Linked DNA regions of Mus musculus: region 2 is linked to region 1. A link is a contact called in public HiChIP or PLAC-seq data. All regions are on one chromosome and are shown on one strand. Each heading gives the region's core, a stretch centred on a gene start, on an enhancer-like site or on the middle of the called end of the contact. The rest is flanking DNA. Distances are from core to core; before and after follow the strand shown.

Evidence for each region. HiChIP or PLAC-seq counts read pairs in DNA pulled down with a chosen protein or histone mark.
Region 2: a contact with region 1 is called in an H3K27ac HiChIP or PLAC-seq map of embryonic brain, with 21 times the contacts expected there. The contact joins two enhancer-like sites. A contact is called at or near these places in 1 of 484 Hi-C or Micro-C datasets (CD4 T cells), 5 of 115 datasets of contacts at active chromatin or transcription factors (craniofacial prominence, double positive thymocytes, embryonic brain and 2 more) and 1 of 9 other capture datasets (embryonic stem cells).

The regions. Positions count from the first base shown.
Region 1 is chr12:107,360,215-107,364,503 of GRCm38.p6, reverse strand. No RefSeq gene overlaps it. Among named protein-coding and RNA genes, the nearest start is that of Gm52008, 250 kb to the right of the region's middle. Within about 2 kb of position 2,218, at least 33 of the 459 cell types and tissues checked have an H3K27ac peak or open chromatin away from gene starts, as enhancers often do. A contact at or near this core is called in thymic regulatory T cells, where this site is marked.
Region 2 is chr12:107,974,407-107,978,695 of GRCm38.p6, reverse strand. All of the region lies in intron 2 of Bcl11b (B cell leukemia/lymphoma 11B), which reads left to right. Among named protein-coding and RNA genes, the nearest start is that of Bcl11b, 27 kb to the left of the region's middle. Within about 2 kb of position 1,990, at least 39 of the 459 cell types and tissues checked have an H3K27ac peak or open chromatin away from gene starts, as enhancers often do. A contact at or near this core is called in thymic regulatory T cells, where this site is marked.

The sequences.
Region 1 (4,289 bases), core at 969-3,468:
GTATTAGGGTTGGCGTTAGGGTCGACGTTAGGGTTAGGGTTAGGGTTAGGGTTAGGGTTAGGGTTAAGGTTAAGGTTAGACAGACATGGTACTAAGCACGCACAACCCAAATCCTGGGGAGGTATAGAAAGGCAGATCTTTGTGGCTACTTGGACAGAGAGCCTAACCTGATTGGAAAATCTTAGGTCTTAGAAAGAGACAGTGTCTCAAGAAAACAAGGTGGATGACTACTGAGGAGCAATGCTTAAATTTGTACACACACACACACACACACACACACACACACACACACACAGAGAGAGAGAGAGAGAGAGAGAGAGAGAGAGAGAGAGAGAGAGAGATTCAGACACACAGAGAAAGATAGACATACACACAGACATACACAAACACACAGAGAGACATACAGAGATACACACACAGAGAGACATATACATATATGCACACACACAGAGACATACACACACAGACATACACAAACACACACACAGACATACATACAGAGATACACACAGAGAGACATACACACATATGCATACTCATACATACATACACACACATATACACATACATACATACATACATACGTACACACATCAGAGAGAGAGAGAGAGAGAGAGAGAGAGAGGGAGGGAGGTGGTGTGGACAGTGAACAGCAGCTGTGACTTGGTCTGCTTGCTTAGCCTATGCGCAGCATGAGGCATGAGGTATTCACAGATCCTAACAAAGCTTTTTGAGCTCAGCTCATCCATCAGGCAATGCTTGTCAGAGCAGCTACCTTGTCTGGGGATGGGAGCATGCCTTTGACTGTGTTGTTTGTCTTGGATCAAAAGCATCCTTTGCAAGGGACTCTCCCTGCTTCCTGGTCAGGGTAGAGCAAGAGCCTGTATTCTCCTCATGTGCAGCGTGGAGCTGAGACATCCTGGTCCCTCTGTTAAGGGTGCCCCCTTCCCCCCCCCCCCACCCTGTGATCTGCCACCTCTGCTCTCACGGGCATGGGAACCACTTGTTCATGTCAGAGGAGTCGGCTGTGACAAGAACATTAATTTCTTTGCACAGACATGTGTCCTTGTCACTCGTGAGAAACATTGCAATGTTGAACACTCGTCTGCACACAGAAACAGGCGACAGTACTTCGTTCCAGAACAAGCCATTCAATGGGGGTGGGGATGGGGGTGACAAGCAGGTGATGATCTGTGCTTACCCCTCAGGCTGCACGACAGGATCTACCTAAAAGCTCAGGTCACTGCCAGTCACTCGATCTTTACCATTGTCATAGTGTCCTTCGATCCACTAAGTTTGCCACAGGGAAGAAAATGAGTTTCTGGGTGTAGAAGAAGAAACTTCCGTTTTGAGAAGGTTAGGGAATCCAACACTCCCTTCTGACCTCTATAGGTTGCTTCATGCCCATAGGGCACATATATCTAGGTGAACACACATACACATAAAATAAATACACAAATGTAGATATTCAAAGTCATTCTCTTTCAAGTAGTATCTTTTGGAAAATATAAATTTAGATTAATTCCTGGCAAGGCTGCAAAGAGGACCTGTTAGTTGTTAGACCACAGGCTGAACACAAAGTAAGGAAAATATTGACCTAGTTAAAGCTGAACTTTTCTATCTATTCTAGACAAACCTTGTGGGGTCTGCTATATAAATCCAAAATTCCACCAAAATTGTTATCCTAAGCATAGACAGTACAATGGATTTCAGTTCATGGTTGCCAGCTGGACCACCACCATATGGAGGTTTCTTTAGTAGCCAAGGGAGTGTCCCTCGATGGTAACCAACACGGGCCAAGGAACTTCAAACTGAGGATTAATTAAGTATTGGTTTCCATTGGCTTTAGCAAAGTCAAGGGCACGTAAGAGGTGTTCAACTTCCCACAGAAGAGAGACAGGGTATCGGTATAGTTTAGACTAATAAATCCTTACAACAGCACCTGCATGATGGTGGAAACTTGAGTTTCTAAGAACATGCCACCTCTGGTTGGATTTAAACAGAAAGGTGGCTTTGCTCGCTCATATTTCCTACCAGGCAAACCCGGGAAGGATTCTCCTATGTCACACAGTCAAAGGTGTCCTGGGCACGCGTATCAGTTATATGTGGTAGGGGAGAAAGGATGTGTGATGTTTCTGTCTACTCCATTCTTAGCGGGGACAGACCTTTGTCGCTGGAGGCAGGCTAACAAAGAGAAAAACAAACACAAGTTTAATGCCAGCTCGGTCTACTTCCTGTACAGATGTGAGACAGCTCAGAGAAGAGCTGATCTCCGGAGAGATCTCGGTGTGTTATCTTAGACCTGAGGCTTTAACACTCTCTTCTCTAAGCCTGAGAAGAATGAAAGCAGGGTGGGCTCGAAGTAAGTCCAGTTGAGATAAACCAACCAGGGAAAATACCAAGAAACCAGGGTACATTTTGTACTATAGATTTAAGTAGAACAGACTTCTGTGGTAAGCATCTCTGGTCATTCAGGGTTGCTCTCGATGGTATAAAGGTCACACACACACACACACACACACACACACACACACACACTGCCCCCACTCACAGTAAATCACTCGCAGATGTAAATGTCTCCCATGGAAATTTTCGAAGTGACCCCTGTATGTATGTACAATTTCTTAAAAACAGAAAATAGAAAGCAAAACCAAACAAAACCAGCTCAAAATAAGCCTTGCGCCAAAGAGGCACGTTCCACAAGTTGGGCCTGTGGCACGTGCTGGCCTGTGGCAGTTGTGTCTCACAATGGAGTATAGTGTGTGCTGACTACCATGGAGAGTGACAGTTCAATCATTTAGGACAGTCTTCTGGAAGGCTGAGAGTAGTGTTAGTTTAGTAGGCCCACCATAGTGCGGCGGCATGGGCAACAAGACCTTAGTGCCTCACAGTTTAGAAGGCCGAGGTGGTCGGCATGTCAGCAGGTTGACTCCTTCTGCAGTCCTCCCTCCCTCCTTAGCCTGCTGATGCTCTTTCCCATGTGTTGTTAGTCAACTCTTCCCTTTTTGTTTATCCAAGTCCATATTTTCCCCCTTTTATCAGAGCAGCAGTCCCCAGGACTAGGGTGCACCCTACTAAAGGCAGTTTACACGATCACCACTTTAGAACCCTGGCCTGTACACGCTGGGTTTTAGACATTAGGGATTTAACATATGAATGCATCAGTCCCAACTCAGCCCCTAACAGGGAAACCCCCTGGCACCGATGAGAAAACTCAGGCATAGAAATTTGGTCAAGGTCACCCAGTGAACAAGTAGAGAGCTTGGTTTCAATTCTGCGCAGGTCCAGGCTTTTTAGCGTGAGCTGGGCAAAGTTCTACGGAAATCCAAACCTGCATCTGAAACAGGAAAGGTGAGGTGGCTGGAATGGAGGTGAACCACAGCGGCTATGTCAGGAGCGCCACAGCACTGACACAGAAATGTGGAGTCGGGAATTGGCAACAGGTGCTGACTGAAGGTCTGGAGCTAGCAAGGGCACAGTGTGAGCCCGTGTCACATTTCCTTAAGGTCCTGAGTGGAGACAGCCAGCCCTTGATCAGAGCTTCATCTGGTGTACAGCAGCAGGCACAAGCTCTTTAAGGCTAGAAAGACAGGGATGCGGCCCGTGAGCCACTTCTCCCCCATATCACAGAGCTGCCACTAATATGAACAATGGGCGGTCTGCTTGCCGCTAATTGTGCTGGGAGAAGAGAGCAATGCTCGCATGAGTGTTCAGGCACACGAGAGACATCATCAACACAGTCTGAAACATCACCAGCTCCTGTTCAGGACTGATCTGCAATTGTAAATCCATTAGTGCTGCGCATGACTACTAAGAACCTGCACGTTTGCCAAGGAAGCTGACGTGCTTCTCTGCGAGGGAAGCATATACCCTGTGGGGGGGAAATAATTCTCTTCCTGTGCAATTAGATCTGTCTCTCCATTCAAATCATGTTTAATAATCTTCGGATCAGTAGGTCATTTTTAAGTGTGAATAACATCAGCCCGTGTTGACACTGGACATGGGCTCTTAGACAAAGGGAAGTGTTTTCGACCTTGACACCCTTGTTCCCCTAAATAATGGTTTAATAAACAGGCTGGATCTGTTTTGTATGGACAATCCCATGGGTCTCTGCAGAGCTGGCCTGTTCTGCCATGCATCTCAGGGGCCCACAACCTTCAGTCCATGGGACAGGTCTAGCTCTGGCCTTTGTAAATGGAGTTTTACACTCAGGTACTGTCCATAGCTACTTTTGCACTAGAATTGAGCAGCTGTGACATGGTAGGCCTGAAGAGGTTGAAGTTTTGGAA
Region 2 (4,289 bases), core at 741-3,240, 610 kb before region 1:
GTGTGTTCTTCCCAGTCAAGGGAGATGAGCATCCAGTGTCTTTGGAGGCTAGGTGTGTGAGAGAGAGGAGGAGGGTTCACAGTTCATACTTAATGGCCACCATCCCAAGGAGAAGGCCAGCTAACCACTTGTGCTTTCCTTACTTTCCTTACTTTGACAACTCAAAAGGAATTTTAAAAATTATACATGATTCTCCCTCACCTCGATTTGAGTTAAGCCTTAAGGCCTCACAGTGGAAGGCTTTCCTCTAGGGCTGATGCATCGAGCACCCCCATCCCCGCCCCTCTTCTATCCCCCCTCCCCCATCCTTCGAGGTAAGGGTGTGTAGATCTTTCTTGCCTCGGTGCCAGTGTTAGAGTGACAGAGCGCTGCCTGGCTATGAGGTCCTGAGCCCTGAGCTGTGTCCTCAGGGCACAGGTGGCTTGGCTTGGCTTTGTTCAGGAGCCGTGTGTGGGAGGTGTGCATAGAAATGGAGCCCTCCGTCAGCTGGATCTCCTGGCAGTTCAGCCACTGGGGTCGGTAGCTGAAGCGGCGGCGCCTGCAACAGCACCCCTGCCCACCCCCTTCACTTTCACTGCTTGGAGAAATCTCCGTGTTCCTGTAGGCTTTCCCACAACGCCGCTCCCCTTGATGGCACTGCTTAGGCATTTGATAAATATTTGTTGCTTTTGGAGCATCAGGTGTTACCTCAGGGTTTAGGCACTGGGGTGGAGTCTGTCTGGGACCTTTGACGCACAGCCTGGCCTATCCTTTAAAGGTCCAGGGCCATCCAGTCCCTCAGCTGATGCCTGTATCTGTAGAATGGGGATGTGTTTTTTTTTTACTAACCAGTCTCCATCTATATAGGAGCATAAGCGAGTGGAGCGAAGCTACGGCTGATTTCATAGACATCATACCAGCGAGACTGTTATTGTTTGGGCCCTGGGGGCGGGGTGACTAATTTGCAAAGAGGAAAGGAATCCAACAGCTGCTTGTATAGGGTGTTGTTTTTAATGCGAAGAGGAAGCATTTGGGGGCTTTGGGGAGAGGCTTACGGCATACCACAAGGAAACGCCCCTCCCCCACCTCCATTCACTTCAGAGGCCCTTCTCTGTAGCTCCCCACTTCCAGCTCCTTATTTTTTGGGAACGTGAAGAGATTCATTATCTTAATACCTAGTGGTGTTGCTGTTACCCTGACCTGAACACCCCAGAACATGTCCTCTTCCCCTCCTGATACTAGGTTCTGGCCGCGGAAGGGTAGGGAGCGAGATGGGGGTGAGGGTGTGTATGTGTGTGTGTGGGTATAGGATACAGACTTGGGTGAAATGTATACAGCAGGCAGCCTTCAAATGTGTAGTCTTGCTCAATGCAGGTGAAAAGGAACTCGGATCTGGCTTTCCTTTCTCTGCCGCCTCAAAGCTCTCAGAAATTAGCATCTGTACCCATTGAGTCCGCAGCTGGTGGCTATGAAATGGTACCTTCCTTCACTAGGGAGAAGCCGGTCTCCAGTGGCCTGCAGGGGGCCAATGTTTTACCTTTTTTTTTTTTTTCTTTCTTCAGTTTTTATATTCAAAGAAGCTTGGTTTCTTTTCCCTCTGCCAATGCTGGGTGACCCGAATCCAAGTTTTAATAATAACCTCTTGCTGGACCCGAAGGCTCCAGGCTAATTCTGCTCTTTAGGTCTGCTGACCTTGCTGTGCATCTGATGTGTTTGTCAGCTTCGGTTTGGGATGGGGTGAATGCGTGTGCACCCTCAGAGTTCCTGTTCCACCCGCTGGACTGGAGGTGGGTGGGTGGGGGATCGCAGATAGAAGTAGAAGACTAGATCTGTACCGTACCGGAGGGTAGGCTTGCAGCCAGGCGTGTGGCACCTGTAATTGAATCCGGACCTGCGTTCCGTGCAGGCCTGCAAGGATGCGAAAGGGAGGTATCGAGGTTCTAGGCTCTCTCTGTGGCTGAATCTGGCATGAAACCGTCTTCTGACTCCGTGGAGCCCAAATGGTGTGTGGAGAAGCCAGGGAGCAGCAGAGAGCCTAGAAGCCCGTGCACGTTCTGTTTGCACGAGTCGGCTCTTGCATCTTTTGTTAGTGGCGGTTCCTTAATTAACCCGCGGATTAGGGCTGCCTTCTTTTGACACGTACATATATTTTGGGGGTATAATATTCTTGTTCTCCTCAAACTCACAACCGGAACCGCTCAGGAGCCTCCCCAGGGAGCTATGGCCTCTTCTCTCCCTCTTGTCTTCCCAGCTTTTCCCTTCCTGTTCCCCTCCTACCCACCCTTCCCTTCAACCCAAGTGGGCTTGTAGCTGAGTGGAGGACGGGCGTGCTACACACAGCTAAATAAATCATGTTTACGCTTGGCGTTCTTGGTAGTGAAAAAGCTGTTGGCTGTTTCCACTTCCGTATTTCTCAGCATTTGCTTCCTACCTGTTTTTGAGTCCGTGCCCAGAAATAGTAGTTTTGTCAAATGAGGGGATAATGCCAGCCAGCCTTCCCTGCTGCCAAAGAAGCTGATGGATTTTGCAAAAACAGAGTGACGTTTTTTTAGTGACACCGATTTCCCCCCCTGCCCCCTCAAAGAAATTAGGGTGTAGAATAAGGGGTATTTAAAATGCACATGGAGCAGGGGAGGGAAGGGGAGGATTCCTAGCTGCTTCTACTCGGGTTTGTAGCAGGCAAGGTTAGAGAAGGAAGGTCTGGGTTTTTGTTGTTCGATTCTCTCAGGGCAGCAGGCACCCGTAGGAGGTGTAGAGGCTGTTCTGAGCCCGGAGGAGAGCTGAGTCAAGCTCTTTTCAGTCCCAAGACTTCATTTTCTCAGATTTGGAGATACGGTGCAATGAATTTTTTTTTTCTTTCCTTCTGTTCAGTTTTGGGTCTGTTTAGTTCCGGAGGCTTTCAGAATGGTACTTGCCGAATTCTTTCTCTGAGGTACCAGTAAGGAATGTCACCCTGGGCCCGGGGTGGGAGCCTGTCTGCACCCAACTTGACAGTCAGTGGTTCTGTACAGCATGAGGTACGCAAGCCTCCCGCCTCTGCCTTTAACCCGTGATGCTGTTTTAGGGGCATGTGAAAAAGTCACTCTCGTGATGGGTCCTGTCTGCCAGGCAGAGGGCTTCCTGGGTAATCAAAGCCAACTGCAGGCTTGTGGATTAAAAAATGAAAAGAAACGATTTCAAAACCAAGCAAGTGGCAGATAAACACTCCGCTTCTGGAGGAAGGTGGGACCTGATTTCTCTGGAAGATTCCTGCAGGAATTCTGTCCATGGTCAGGCACATCAGCCCTGTTGCAAAGATGGCCAGGAAGAAAAAAAATCACAATAAAATCAAAGTAGGCATGCTATGCTTTCCCACAATTTCTGATGTAAATATTTTGTAGCAAAGATGGTATTTCCATTGAGGACTGTGCAGCCAGCATCTTTAATTACATTAAATAGTGGCACAAGTCTCAGCTGAACGTAAGCCTCCGGTTAGGTCCGCTGCCGTGGGCTCGCTAGATTGACTTGTAATCATCAATATTGCCGGTGTTAACGTGATAACCACGTTTATTAAATTTATCCCACGAAGTGTTAATTTTTATGTATTTTGTTGTGCACACACCCCACATGACCTCTGGTATGTTAGAAGATGCAAATGAATTTCATGTCAAAAAAAAAATTAAAGAGGTGGTTGTCAGACTGCTTTGTCCCCCTTAAAAGGAAATGGGTGATTTTTTTTTCATTTTTTAAAATTTTTACTTATTTAATTTTTTATTTTTTTTTTTTTTGGCCATCAAATGCTACTCGGTTGAAAAGCAGGCTCACAATATGTGTATTAAATACCATCCACGTACAGAAAACGGAGGTAAAGAGACGACTTGGTTGAACGTAATTACAGGCCTGCTCCGGTCTTTAGTCAGTGACATTTCAGACCTAGCTTAGAAACAGAAAGAGACAGAAAGAGCCTGCCCTTATGTGAGGCAAAGCATTCAACCCACATTCTGTGTCCGTTCGAAAGAGGCACAAAGAGATGACAGGGTGGAAGTTAGCTAAGTCTAGAGGAGAGCTGGATTAAAAAAAATTATAATAGGGGAGTTCAATTGTTCGTAACTGATGCACGCAATACAAACTAAGCGTGCTGTTGAGGGCTAGCAGGGAACCTCTTTTTAGAATTGATTCCTCCCCCCACCACCACCTGAACTTTCTCTTTACCAAGTTTACTTCTATTCCGTCTGAAACAAGAAACCCTGCTAACCCAGAGGCTGGGAGATCACTTCTGTCTTGGTGGAGTTTTAGGGTCCGGTCTGTAGAAGGTTCAGCTCCACATGTGT